3 separate regions of the Gossypium hirsutum genome follow, and all the other regions are linked to region 1. A link is a contact called in public Hi-C data. All regions are on one chromosome and are shown on one strand. Each heading gives the region's core, a stretch centred on a gene start, on an enhancer-like site or on the middle of the called end of the contact. The rest is flanking DNA. Distances are from core to core; before and after follow the strand shown.

What was found. A called contact is a pair of places that touch in the nucleus more often than the background predicts.
Region 2: a Hi-C map of leaf shows a contact between it and region 1, with 3 times the contacts expected there. The contact joins the promoter of LOC107899692 here to the enhancer-like site in region 1. A contact is called at or near these places in 7 of 34 Hi-C or Micro-C datasets (callus, hypocotyl, leaf and 1 more).
Region 3: a contact with region 1 is called in a Hi-C map of hypocotyl, with 7 times the contacts expected there. The contact joins the promoter of LOC107889214 here to the enhancer-like site in region 1. A contact is called at or near these places in 19 of 34 Hi-C or Micro-C datasets (anther, callus, fibers and 3 more).

The regions. Positions count from the first base shown.
Region 1 is chrD09:38,505,380-38,510,470 of Gossypium_hirsutum_v2.1, reverse strand. No RefSeq gene overlaps it. Among protein-coding and RNA genes, the nearest start is that of LOC107889214, 49 kb to the right of the region's middle. Within about 2 kb of position 2,825, at least 5 of the 9 cell types and tissues checked have an H3K27ac peak or open chromatin away from gene starts, as enhancers often do. A contact at or near this core is called in hypocotyl and leaf, where this site is marked.
Region 2 is chrD09:38,556,735-38,561,825 of Gossypium_hirsutum_v2.1, reverse strand. LOC107899692 (coiled-coil domain-containing protein R3HCC1L) reads right to left here and starts at 2,372. Exons shown (of 7, transcript XM_016825500.2): 1 at 1,870-2,372; 2 at 1,692-1,780; 3 at 1,387-1,452; 4 at 1,024-1,260; 5 at 309-470. The coding sequence starts at 2,123.
Region 3 is chrD09:38,455,535-38,460,625 of Gossypium_hirsutum_v2.1, reverse strand. It overlaps LOC107889214 (transcription factor LHW), which reads left to right and starts at 2,139. Exons shown (of 10, transcript XM_016813569.2): 1 at 2,139-2,867; 2 at 3,855-4,073; 3 at 4,196-4,277; 4 at 4,628-4,669; 5 at 4,749-4,808; 6 at 5,090-5,091. The coding sequence starts at 2,773.

The sequences.
Region 1 (5,091 bases), core at 1,576-4,075:
TTTTAGTAAAAAAAATAGTGCACCAACCGGTGCATTACTGACTACATTAGTTAGACCAGCAGCAAAACATCTTCATATAGGCCGAATAGCCCTTCAAATTTAGGCTCAGTTAGCTTTCCTATAATTAGACTTGTAAATTAAAATCGTGGACTTGGTTTTGGGTTAAAATTAATTTTTTGGTTCAGTTTTGAGTTTAAGAATTTAAGTTTGAGGACCAGTTTTTTAGGTCAAATCATTTTGAGTTATGATTATTTTGTGCTAAATTATTGAGGTTTAGTTTAACAAATGAATATTTTTTTCTAGTTTGATAATTTTGTTTATTCCTATTTTGTGCCCATATCTTTATCTATTCGCTATTAAAATAGGTTGACCTTTTAAAATTATGATATAGAATTTGGGAGGGACAATTACGAATCCCGAAAAAAATAATCTTCATGAATAGTCAAACAGACATGAAAAATACATTGATTCTATAAAAAAATAGTAAAGTAATATTTGAAAAGCCACCTAGTAATTGAATTTGGGTGTAATTGCTTGTAAATACACAATGGTGGCATGTTTGGGTCACCATTGTAATTAATAGGTCCCATTGAATTGTGTGTAATTTGAGCACCCCAATTACACTTTCCAATTCGTAGGGGGAGGGTGAGGATTTGAGTAATTACACCAAAATCAAATTTTAAAAAAATATTTTTATACAAGTTATAAAAATTATATTATAAACATGAACATGTATTAGTGTTTGAGAAGGTTGTGGTAAAACATTTCTTATATTATAAAACTTAAAAATTATATTATAAAAATAATTTGTGTATTTTATAATGTTATAACAAAAAAAATATTTTTTTGGTGAATTACAAGAGGAGAGCAAAGCCCTAATAGCAACACAACTAGCACGACTCAAACCCAAGCCACACCTAGGGCAGTGAACACCCTGACCATCAGGCCAACATGTGGGTTTATGGTCAAAAAATGTATTATAAAAAAATTACATGTTATAAAAGTGTTATAATATATTTATTTATAAAAATTTATCATCAATAATTATGAACATAACTTATTTATGTGTTCATGCTATATATTATAAAAATATATATTTCTAAAGTTATGGAAAAATATATATTTATCATAAAAAATATGCACTAGAACAATTAGATAAAATTGAATATGATGTTTATTTTTCTTGTTATTTTTATTAATAATTGTATTATCAACTACTTTTTTAGACTAACATAATACATATGATGATTTGATTTTAAATTTTGTGACTGGTTTAGAAAATATTTTTATCATACAAATAATTTTTTATACTAATTAATATTTATTAAAAACATAAAATATGTTACTATGTAATTATAATTTGTACTACCAAATATGATATGGAGAATTACAATGTAATTACATTCTACCAACGAAATACGTTTAGGGAATTACAATTATTTGTAATTGCAAGAGAGTGTAATTACTGAAAAATTATTTAATTTATTTAAATTTATTATACAATTAATAATTACTAAAAATTAAATTTAAGATACAATATGATATAAAGTGTCATAAATTTGAATTAATTAACCTATAATACTTGTAATTGGCTTTATGAATATGAAAGTATGATATTTATATTGAATAATTTCTTGAATAATGGTTGTTATTTGTTTAGTTGTTAGATTTAGAGGATGAGAAGGAAAAGTTTATTATATAGTTTTCTTTTACTTATGAATATAGAGAGGTGTATATTTTTTATTAAATGTTTATCATATAGTTCCCTTGTTGGAAGCTTCAAAACGACGTCTAAAGGAAGAGAGTCGCGTGGCAAGGGATCAATTGAATTCCATCAATAAAGAACTATCACTAGGGAAGAGGATCTGGTGGAACAGATAATTATAACTAGGGTTAGCTACTACGTGTGGACGCTCTTAGAAGTGCAACCCATATCTAGGTCATTAGGCTTCACTGGGGTCTTTTTTGAGTTGTTATGTCCTGTGCTAGAGGGGTTTGACGTGATAAATCCTTTTATAGAAGCAATGAAGAATGCCCACATAATGATTGCTGCAAAGGAAGTTGCTTTAGAGGCTACCTTAGGCTTTGAATCTGTTGTTACTTAAGCGACAACCTTCGCTGCTAAAAATGATTTCGTTGATGATTCAATGTTTATGTTGTTTTTGCGCAATTTTTTAATAATTTTAACTAGTTATTTTGTTGGATGAACGGGGGTGAAGACTTTTTAAAGCTACCATGGGTGATTGTAAGGCAATTGTCTGGAGTGATGATGAGGGTTCAAGGTTCTGTACATTGGTGATGATTAAGATGAGTTACTTAGTAGGAGAATCCATAGACTTTGTTCAAAGGGGATCCGCACAAATTAACGGTACTAACTGTTGATGCCAATTTAACAAGCTGGTTTATGGTGGGTTGGAGGAATGCTTCAAGTGATCTGCAAGATAGAAAACTAGTCTAAATTGTCCTCTAGAGTACCTTCTGATGCTTAAATCAGTAAGATATTAGATAGAAGGCTTGAATCATGCAATGTTTCTGGGAAAGGTTTTTCATTCCTAGTCAAGGCTATTGTAGTGAGCATTTATTTATCTTGTAATACTTGCCTGAAGCTACTCGATCTTGTGTGAGATCTAATTGTTATACTAGATTGGAAAATTAGCTCCTTTCTACATTTTCAAGATTATTAGATCCCTGTTATAATCTATTTAACAGCTTGACCTGAAGGAAACTTCCTCCTCTTTCATGAAGGCATAAGGACGATGTTTATACGAGCTTTCAGGCTTTGCAGGGAAAAGGTCCCTTATGAGGCCTTTTAGGCTCACTCCTATTATGCTATGGCAAGTAACCTTTTGTGGGTCCTTTTGATTGCCTAGGCTAGCTTGATCGTTGTTTGAGCCTTTTATACTATTCTAATAGGTTGAAATTACATATTTTATGACAATAAAAATATAATTACAAGATATAAATTAAAATAAATTAATAATTTAAGTTATTAATATTTTTTTTAAAATTATACTTTAGTTATCGTCTTTTTGGATTATTTTTTTAGTTCGAATCATTCTAAATTCTAATCATTTTAGATAAAGATAAATCCAAAATTAAAGTGAAACCAATTCATTTTTTTACACTTTAATGGGTAAATCAAATTAGATTGAATTTAAATTTAATAAGTGAAATTTTGAAGTTTAGATAATATTTAACTAAAAAGATATGAAATAAGTTGGAATTTGTTTTTTTTTTTACCTTCATCCTTTTGGGTGATTTATATCATTCTAAATAGGGTTAATATGTAATTTATCCTTTGAATTTGTCCAAAAAATATTTAGTTGGCACCTGAACTTGTATTCCGTCATACATATTTCCCCAATTTCTTAACAACCTTATTTTTTTAAGAGTTAACATATAGTTTATCCTTTGAACTTGTCCAAAAGTACCTATTTAGTATCAAAACTTGTTCAAAAAGTACCTAGTTGGTATCTGAACTTGTCAAAAAAATATACTTTTTTAAATTAATTTTTATTTTTAAAATATTTTTATTTTTTTAATTTGTATCCACCACACGTCATACTGAGAAGATGTCATGTCTCATTATAAAATTGATCATCAGTGCCACGTCAGTACAAACTAACGGTGTTAGTATGGAGGTACCAACTTAGATTATGAAATACAAATTTATGTACCAACTAAGTACTTTTAGACAAGTTAAAAAAGAAGCAAAGGAAAAAAAAAACAAATTTATTCTAACTAATGATTGTTTGCTAGTTTTATTTTAAGAAAGTATTCTTTGAACTAATTGAAAAGAAATAATGAATTATTTTGTAATTCAACTTTATAAAAAATAATTTATTTTAGTCATTTATTTTATTATTTTGTCTCTTTTAATTTTTGAATTTACTTTATTTATCAAAACATCTCAAAATGATGAAAATTTTAATATTTATTAACTTTGTTGATGTGGCATCCATGTGTATGCCATGTTAACGATTAATTAATTTTTAAAATAAGAAAACATTAAAAATATATATTTACAATTTTTATATTTTTCAATAGTTTCAATAATTTTTTGAATGTTTTAAAATTTAAAATTTTAAAAATTATTAATTATTAATGTGGCATTCACGTAACAATTCATGTATATGCCACATCAGCAAAGTTAACAACTATTAATTTTATTCATTTATTTTGGAGCAATTTGATAAAAAAATAAAAGTTTAAAAATTAAAAAAATTAAAAATTAAATAAAATGATAAAATGATTTTTTTTTTTAAGTTGGAGTGGAAATCTGGATTCTCATCAATCAAGGATATACGTACACCCGATATCCAGTTCAAATTGAATACTGATCACTTGTCCATTAATTATTTTATGGCATGAAACGTGTTGTACACGTTTGTATTCGTCGTAGTGATGCTCCCCACCAGCCCCATTTCAAAACAAGAGCCCATCCTATGAATCTGAACTAAAATTTGCAGTCTTTGACCAGTACCATTAATATTGAAGTTTACATATATGAGCCAACTCAAGGAAAAAATGATGGTCTATCATGGAACTTTTTGCAAAAAAGGATAATGGGAATCATATATGCATTCTCGAACCTTTTTATTGGGTCTCTCTACCTTGGAAGCACAATCATAAATGAACGTCATCATGCTCTAGTTTGCGATTACCATCATTTCAATTTTTTGAGAATGGGATATATTTCACATATGGAGTAAATCTCTAATATATGACCAATTCTTGTTAAGCTCACTTAATCCATATCATGTTCATTAGATCATCAACACTTGTTTTTCCATTTTCCTTTACCAAAGTGTCCAACCTTATAATCATAGCACATAAAGCTCGGGCTCCAAGCAAAAATGTGTATACCATTAGACGACATTGCCTTTTTGCTCTCGAAAGATGCAAAGCAGATTAATTTTGTAGCTTATGGTGATTGATGAAGGATGGATATGCACAAATAGGGTAGCAATCATGCTCATAATTCAGGCTAATTTTTTTCAATCTGCAAGCAATGGCCATTAATAAAGGATAATGGTTACCACAAAATGTGGAAAGAAAACAAGTTGCTAAAATCTTTTGTCTTGTCAGGAA
Region 2 (5,091 bases), core at 1,123-3,622, 52 kb before region 1:
TCCGACCTTATAACTTGAAACTAAAAAATGAACCAAAAAAAGTAAATGAGAAAACTCACCCTTCCCTCAAGATATCATTTTCCTTAATTGCATTCTGTTCTGGGACACATATTTAATCAAGAGGAATAATGCTTGTATCCAGCCCCAAGTTTAATCGATGCACGTTAAAGAGCTATAACCATGATACTGATTCCAGTTTTCTGAACTAGTGAAAATTTTAAAAGATAGCCCCTACCTCAAACTAAATTTAGATATTTAATTCACATAGCATACAAAGAAGCATCAATAATAAAGCTAGTAATTATTACCTACAGAAGGTGTTCGAAATACTGCAAGGGCTGTTGTATCATTGACCCAGCGGATGGCAACTCCTCGATCTCTGAAGTCTTCAAACAGCTTCTCTAGGTCTGTTGTCCTAGTACTTGGTGAAAAGTCAGCCAAAACAAGAACATGATGCATGCCATATTTAGCTGCGTTAAAAAGAATTTCCAACCGTAAATGACTAGAAAGACATAAAAAGACAATACAAAAAAGTTAATTTGAGAATTGACTATCAAACTAAAATCAGCCATCCAATGTGATGAATCAAGGTTCAAGAGGTTCTATAGTAACATATCCAAATCCATTAAAAAACTTATTACTTGCCCCCAGTTGCAATTTGTATTCATCTTACTGAAATAAAAAAAATAAAAAAAGGATAGCCCAGAGTTCTCAACCTTATACAGCAACTTCCATTAAACTTGTTATATTGATATGTTTGACCAGTGTAAAAAGAAAGAAAGACCATAAATAACTTGAAACCGTTGAAAAAGATATGACAAGACAAAAGAAAGCTTGTCATCAAAACACAGTGTTAAATATTTCAGTTTGAAAGGAATTCTACATCCTATTAGATCAAGGCCTGGGAACAAGCAAATAAACATAGTTTCAAGTTCAATAAGAAAAGACTAAGCTATCTTATACATATACAGAGCATTTATGGAAAAAAAAAAAAAACTTGAATTGTGAGACATAAAGGCTTACATTCCATCGTTTTTGTTTCAGGGTGTTTGCACACATCCTCATTATCAGTATCTTTCGATGCAGACACATCGGAGAGTCGATCGCTATACAATTCAGTTTTTCTATATGAAAATGTTCCCCTTCCCCGTCTCTTAGGGGCTTCAACTTTACTATCCTCCAAAGAAAGATTTGACACTCCAGGCAAGCATTCTGAGGAGAGTAATTCACTTGGTTCACGATCTGCAATGGCTTCCCAATCTGTACAAACCATTAGAATTGCAATTCCATAACAGGTCATCCAAAAAACTATTATACAGACATTTCAGAGAACCAAAAAAAGAGAAAGAACCATTCAGAGGGAAAAGCTATTGAAACGAAACATACCATCATCTGAAGATGATTTGAGTGTCCAACAATCACCAGGCAATACTGGTAACTTTTCAAGATTCCCTTTTGCAAAAAGATATAAAAAGAAAAATCAGTTCCACATAATTCATAGAGATACATACAATAAAATCCCCCCCCCCAAAAATGCAGACATATTAGGTTTTCCATCACACTACCCTACAAAAGAAGAAAAATTCTGCAAGGCACCGAAATACTATATGTGCATTCAAAAACCAAAAAAAAGTAGCAAACTCGATCCTCAAACGAAGGTTAAGGTAAAGAGTAAGTATATTGAGTTGTACCATGAGTCAAAGGATTGTCATTTTCAGCCAAAGAAACATCAGATGAAGTTAAGGAATCCTCCTTCAAGTCCTTGTTTTTCAGCCCTATACTGACGTTGGAAAAAGAAAAAGGCAAGAAAATTTTAGCATTGAAATTATTTCTATTTACATTAACAATAAATGAAAAGAAAGAGAGTACCTTGAAGAGTGAGCATGATGCTTGAGAAGAGAAGCGCGTGAAAGAAGTTGATCGGATTTAAGGGAGAAACCGATGGAGGAATAGAGAGAAGCTAAGTCAGAGAGAGCAGATGGTAATCGGAGGTCGTCGGAGGAGGACGCCGTCTGGAGTTGGGAAATGAGATTTTCGAGGAAGGAAATAGCGCCTTGCGTGTCTCCAGCAGCCACCAGATCCTCTACTTTCTCACTCCAACTCTCGTCTCCTCCTTTTTCCATTTTTCTTGTTTCCTTATTCCTCTTTGGTTGCTCTGTTTCTTCACACACACTTCATCACAACAAATCTGTGGCATATTTTATTTTTAAGCTCAGCTCAGCACAGCCAAGCCCAAATTAAAACACAAACTCTTTTAACTCTTCCTTTTGGGCCTAAAGAGAGAGAAAATAACACATATTTTTATTTTTGAGATTAGAGCAGCAGTTTTTTTTTTAAGTAGGAGAATGCACGAAAATGATATTGTTGAACCTGAACATGCACACTAAAATAAATCTAAAAAAAATAAAAGAAAAATCAATTAAGAATATGAATATAATTTTTTTATCATTTAATTGAATTTATTTATTTTTACATATAAAAACTCATAATTTGAAAAAGTAATAAAAGTAATGTATTAATTAATTAATCTAAGGTGTTGTTTGATAAATTGAAGAAAAAAATTAAGTATTGAAAATTTAACTATTAATTTAAGTTATAAAATTTGTTTGATAAATTACTTAAATTTAATTATTAAATATAATTAAATTGTTTGATAAATATAAAATTTAAATTATAAAAAATTAATTTTTATATTTTATCTTTAATTTTTAAACATTTCACCTTATTCTAAAAATTTAAAATTTTAAATGTAAAATTTTTTAGGATAATATAATATTAAATTAAATTAAATTAATCGAACCTATTATCTTTTTATATTTTTATAAAAGAAATCTATAAAACTGTTTTAATTTTGGATTATCAAACATATATAAAAATTAAAAAAAAAATTCAATAATTGAAGGACACCAAAGTTTTTGATGTTACAGTTGTCTAGTTTATATGGAGAAGAAAATCAGTTTGAAAGGTAATCTAATTGGCGCCTGCAACATAATAGCTATGGCTGAAATCATATAACTAATGAAGTCACAGAATACAATTTTGTATTTTGTCAAGTTTAAACAAGAGATATTATTTTAAGCTCTGTAAATAGGGTTTATGTTTAGTTGATCTAATAAATCCTTTTATTTTATATGACTTTATATTTGTTGCAATTCAATAATTCTTTAATTATGACAACTGAAGCGTTAAACAATATGTTAAGGCCATCAAACCAATGGCTATGATAAGTCACAGTGCATGTGCCTTGCTGCCAAAGAAGTATGCCAACCAATAAGCAAGCTGATTTTTTCTCTAGCAATCTGCTTGATTGGATGGAATCTAATTTATGTAGTCCTTTAAGGATGCTGAGTATAGGGATCACTTGGTCTAGTTTTTTGGGTTTAATTCTTTGACGGATATGGAAAAATAGAAATTTTTTTTTTATGTTTCAAGAAATTTTTTGGACTTTTTCTGAAACTATCAGTTCATCTGTTGGTTAGACTAAACAGTTCAATTTAGCTCATAAGAATGGTTCACAAGACAACTTAGAACCGTTTTTAATTTACCTTCATCAGGTAATTGGGTTATCTTACATATTGATGGTGTTGTTCAGTCAAATGCAGGTTTTGCTGTTGTTGGGAGTGTAGTGAGAAAATAAAATGGAGATTGAATCTTAGGTTTCAATAATTATTTAGGGGACTATTCGGTTTTTAAGGTCGAGCTTTGAGGTGTCATGAATGGTCTGATTCTTCTCAAAAGACGAGGGTTTAACAAGGTCTTGATTCATACTAGCAGTTTAGAGGTGGCTAATACCTTCTAGGATAGACAATTGACGAATTCATCCTCAAACTTGATGAGAAGGATTAATTGAAAATTAAACGCTATGGATCAATGGAGCATCGGACACATTCCAAGGGAGAGTAATTAAGTGGTTGATTGCATAGTTAAGATAGCTTATAATAGGACAATTGTAATACAAATATTTGAAGATGTCTCTGAGCAGCTTGAGGTAGGATTATGTGCAGATAGAGTTAATGATTTTTTAGAATAGGATTGTTTAGTTTAATTTATTTGCGTTGTTTACTCACAAAAAAAAAAAGAAAAAAAAAGAAGTTAATTTGCTAGTTGGATAGTGAGCAAATTATAAGAAAGTTGATTTTTTTTTATATAAAATATGACTTCTATTTTTATAAGAAAGTTAATTTGGGTCTCATCATTTCAAATAAGCATAATAATAAATTTAGTTTTTAATATTTATATATTTTATCAATTTAACTTTTATCTTTTTAGATCTAAATTTGGTCTTGACCTTTCAAAAAGTAGTCAAATTATTATTTTTAATGAAAATACTGATTAAAACATTAATTTTTTAATAATATTAGCATAACAACATGCATGGTAGTTTAAATATGCTTTATGCAAACATAGCACTATTTTTCTTATATGTCATGTCAATAAATAATTTAATAATTATAAAATACTAAAAAATATAATAAAACAATTCAAAATTTAAAAAATATAAAAAAATCAAAAAAATTAGCTTGAAGTACATGTGAATTGCCATATAAATTTTCATGTCTACAATTCAACATTTTAGTAAATATTTTTATTAAAAAAATAGTATTTTAACTCTTTTTGAAAGGTTGATGCTCAAAAGAATAAAAATTAAATTGACAAAAAATATAAACATTAACGATAAAATTTATCATTATAACTTTAAAATATTAACATTTCAAAGTATATTTTTAAAGATATTGCAATCTCACAAATTCCAAATATATATTGGGACTTTAATGGATAATTTGCTTGATTTTCTTCATAAACTTGTACCCCTAAACATAAAAGAAGTTCTGGGTTGTTTTTGTATTAAATTTAATCTTATTATTTCTAAGGTTAAGATTTAAAATTTTATTTTTGATGATTTTTTTATTGATATGCATTGAAATCTACAAATTTCAAATATAAAAAGAAAATAATTAAAAAAAATCAAAGTTTCGTTATTTTTTACGGGGTAAATTGTAAAAATAGACATTTTTGTTTGTCTTAGATTACATTTTAGTCACTTATGTTTGAAATGTTACGTTTTAGTCACTTTCATTAATATTTTGTTAC
Region 3 (5,091 bases), core at 890-3,389, 49 kb after region 1:
AATATGATCAAATACGAATAGGGGTGTTCAAACGGTCGGTTCGGTTAATACCCGAACCGAATTACTCAAAATGTAAAAATCTTTAACCGTTAATCTAACCAAAGTTTTTTTCAAATATATTGACCGAACTGAAATATTTCAATTAATTTATATATATTTTTCTCTTTTGATTAAAATAAGTATAAAACATATAAAAAACTCATTGCTAAGGTTCACTTTCTTTCTTTTTTTAATAGTTCAAAAAACTTTAAATGAAGATGAGAACAACAAATAACATATTAGAAACACTACAGAAATCTTGGAAGTTAACAATTGTATATAATTTATATTATTTATTTCAATTAATTGATTAATTCGATTAATTACCCGATTTCGAACTGAATTAACCGATAACCAAAATTCCAAAAAATTATTAATCAACTTCCGATCGAATTAAATTTATCCACATACCGATTAACCGAATTAGATCAATTCGATTGATTAATTTGATTTTAACTGAATTATGAATACCATTAAATATGAATAGATAACTTTTTATATACTTTTTGGCACACTTATTTTGGAAATCTCGGGGTGGCCAAGTGGCAACAATGTCCTAATTCATCAAAGTGGTGGTTTGATTCCAACTAGAGACTTATTTTGTTATGTGATTTTTGAATCTCATATATGTTTGATTTTAATAGATTCTATACGCACATAAAGACTAAAATATGAAGTTAAGGCAATGGCTAGTTATTGGTGTTGGTTCCTAAGTAGACTTGTTCATGGGACAGGCTGGAAGATCTGTCCAAAATGTGAGAGGGTTTGAGCAAATATATGTTTGAAAAATGAGCTTAGATAAAAAATAGGGCCCGTTAAAAAAACGAGTTAGGCCTCGGGTAAGATATTTTTGGCCTAGGCCCGACCCAACCCAACTCAACCCAAATTCACTGAAGGAAAAAAAAGCTATTTTTTTGTTTTTTAATGTTATTTTCTTGTTGTTTTCTCCCTATTTTGCTACCATTTTACTATTTTGTTACTACTATTTTGTTGATATTATTTTGATATTGTATAAAACTTGTTTTATTGTTAATTTTGTTATTATTTTAGAGGCATTTGTTAATTCTGTTATTATTTTAGAGGCATTTGCTTGATAAGTTATATCTATCTTAGTGTTATTTAAGTATATATATTTTTTAAAATTCATTTTTAATTTGCTGGAAAATATTTATCTTAATGTTTTTAATATTTTTGATGTATTATATATATTTAAAAATTATATAAAAATAATATAAAAATTAATACGGACGGGCCAAATCGGACTCGGGTTTTAACATTTTTATTCAGGCCGGACTTGGATAAAATTATAGAAATATATTATACCATAAAAAAAGAATACAAATAAACAAAAGAATAAATTTATGAAAGTTGTTTATTATAATTTATTTTTATTTTTAAAATTTATGAAAGTTGTTTATTATAATTTATTTTTATTTTTATTTTTATAATTGAGGATGGAGTTGCTTGGAATCCAACACGATTAAAACATAATACTATTCTCACTACGTTAAAAGATTGTTGGCGTAATTTATTTATTTATTTATATTTTAAAATTAATTTTGAAATTAACTTTTCTTTTGTGAATTTCATCAAATAATTTGGTGTAAATTATTTTTTAAAATATATAATAATGTAACATATATACTTAAATATTTTTATACAGTTTTACATATGCAAAAAATAAAAAATAAAAATCTAGCGGTCACAAAATGTTTAAATACATATGAGATGTCCACATCAAACATTTTGTTAGAATTAACTGAAAGTAAGTTAAACTTAAAGATTGAAATATACATTTCCAAAAATAAAGGGACTTGATATGAACAAATTAATTGAAAAGAATATCAAATTATAATAGAGGGATTAAATTTTCCAAAAGCATATAATACAGGGACCTTATATAGAATTTAACCATATACGAATGATAATATCAGTTTTACGCTCATGGCTCACCTGCAAATTACGAAAGCAAAGAAAGAGAGAAACTTTCTTTTGGTTTTTCCAAAAAAATAAAAATAAAAATAAAGGAAAAGAAAAGAAAATGATTTTAATAATATTATCCAAAAGGTCAGAAGCCGACAAAACTATCCTTCCATCAGGCATCAGTGGCATACCCTGTAAATTTGCCTTAACTCTCTGCTTATGTCTAAAAATCAACCCCTCTGTGGCGCACTTTAGAAGAAGAGAAGAGAAAATACAAGAAAGTGAAAAACCCACAAAACTGAGGAAAGAAAAGCTCTTTCAAGTTTCAACTAAAAATAGTGGAAGGAACCCCAAAATCTCTCTCAACTTCTATTTTTCTGTCTATCATTTGTGCGTGTTGTCTTTTTTTCCTTGTTTTTGGGAGTGAAAAAAAAATGGAGCAAATTTTGGCTATCTTCAAGCTTGAAGCTTGTGGCATCATCTAGGAGAAAAAAAAGTTTTCTTCTTTTGTTCAACTCCGTTTAGTAGTTTTTGTTAAAAGATAATAGTAGGGTTGATGGGGAGAGGTTGCAGGAGGATGATAGCAGGAAATTTGGATCCAGAAAGAAAAAGAAGTGGTGGGTTGAGAACGAAGCAGGCTGGTAGAGGCTCTTGTAGAGGAAGTTAGCTTTAGTTGCTACCCCCCCCTGTTTCTTATAAATGTGGAATATTACAAAGACTGCATTTTGAGTCGTTTTTTGTTGGTTGCTTTGCCTCAATATTATATATCTTTTGGTCTTTGAGAAGAAGGGAAAAAAAAGGAGAAGAGCTATGGGTGGTTTGTTGAAAGAAGCTTTGAAGTCACTTTGTGGGGTGAGTCAATGGTCTTATGCTGTGTTTTGGAAGATCGGCTGCCAGAATACTAGGTAAACTTCTATTCTTTTATTTTTATCCGCTTCATTTATTTGCTTTTTCTTTTTCTTTTTCTTGGGGTTGTTTGCTTGTGGAGAAAAATGAAGGGAAAATAAGAGAAACTTTAGTTTTTTTTCTATGGTGCTGTGCATGATTTTGCTTTGGTTTGGTTGCTCAAGTGAACTAAAGTTTTACTCCATTTGACTTGTATCTTCATTTGGTTTAGCTAATATAGTAGAAACAAAATACCTTCTTTTCCTCTATTTTTGGGGGTTAGATTCCATTTTTAGAATATCTAGCAATTTAAACTGATTTATAGATTCCCCCCTCCCCCCACATGATGGGGGTTAAAAAAGCGAACTTTTTAATAATTTTCTTGGAAACCAAACAGCGGAGGAGATCCACATAGCTGAAAGTGTTTTTCTTGTGTAGTACTGTTTATGGACTCTTGAGGAGCTAAACTTGTTTTAAGACATGTTAAAGTTTGATTTGGTTACTGTTATCTTGTACTTTTTTTTTTTTGATTTATAATCTGATTCTGCTTTTTCTTTTTTCTTTTCTATTTTTGGCACTTTGTGTTTTGGTTTATTCTGTTTTGTCTCAAAGAATCTTAGTGAAAAGTAGATATGTAGTTTAAGCTTGACAAGAAACCTTCTTTGTATTGGACCAATTCACTTCTGAAATCAATTGATTTAGAATTTTGTTTTCCTTTGTTTGATTGAGTAGAATCTGCTATTAGTTGCTTTTGTCATGGTCTGTTTGGCCTCTGGGGAAAATGTAGAGAGATGAAACAATATTAGAAACTTGGACAATGCACCTTTTTGTTACTTTATTTTTGAACTTATTGCTCCCAGTAGGATGATATTCTTGCAGTTAAATGCAACATATATGTTTATTTTCATTTGTTTTCTAAGCTTTTGGCATCATTATTATTGCCTTCATAAAGAAGAAAAAGGTTTTGCCTTCCTGGGCCATAAGTGTGCATATTTTGCACTTTGCAGGTTACTGATTTGGGAGGAATATTTCTATCAACCTGCACCGACTTCAGTCTCTCCATCCATTGTTGGAATTCGGAACCCTGAGTTGTCATTTGGAGAGCGGGAGGGATGCTGGGGTTCAGAAACTTCCTCTCAACTTGGGAGTCAAACATGGGATGACAAAGTCCATTTGCTGATAAACAAAATGATGATAAATAATCGTATTAATATAGTAGGTCAAGGGTAAGTTTTTCTCTACTTTCCAGTTTTCCACTTACAGCTTAATGTTATACTTTTAAGTTCTTTTCCTTATTTACCCCCCAAAAATAAATAAATATTGAGAAACTACTTACTTTGTTTTTCAGGTTAGTTGGCCGAGCTGCATTTACCGGTAATCATCAGTGGATTCTTGCAAATAATTATGTTACAGATGCTCACCCCCCAGAGGTATATTACTAATTGTAGCTTCTGATAATGACTATAACAGATAGTTCCATCCTATTAAGAAGAAATGGTGATTGTACCGTACATGATCAGTGCATGATTCTACATGTACTAGTTTTAAAGAATATCCAGGTTTCCATGCATCACATGTTAAAAGCAACAAACTTTTTTTCTTGTTTTGTGCATCAACTCTTGAGATAACGAGTTCAGATGCAAACTGAATGTGCACGGATAAAATATTTTCTCATGAACTTTGTTTTAACAGGAAGGGTTGAGATATCAGTTATTTTTTAAGCAACAAAACATAGAATGATGTAATTTATTTATTAATTTATTTTTGTGGATGCTTCTAGGTTATGAATGAGGTCCAACTCCAAGTTTCAGCTGGCATGCAGGTTTGATAATTTCTTCAATTCTAGCTCGTTATTTGGGTTTTATCCCTCTGCTTCATTATTTGATTTCTATCTATTGCAGACTGTTGCAGTCATTCCTGTTCTTCCTCATGGTGTTCTTCAGCTTGGTTCTTCCATGACTGTAAGCAGCTTTTGTTCGGTTATTCTAAGATGTTAAGGAACTATACTATATGTGTCTCTGTTCATTTTAATAGGTTTAAATGAGGTTTTTTTAGGTTCCATACTGTATGGCAGTGTCAGATCCAAGGCCCTATAAAGCGATATCATTGCTTTGCATTTTCCCTTTAAATGCAGCTGCTTTTCTCTGATTTTGCTCCTAACTGTGCATGCATGATTTTATAAAGCCAAAAGCATGTTAGTTGTCTTGAAGCTTAAGCATTTATCCTTTTCTTCCTCCTTCAGAT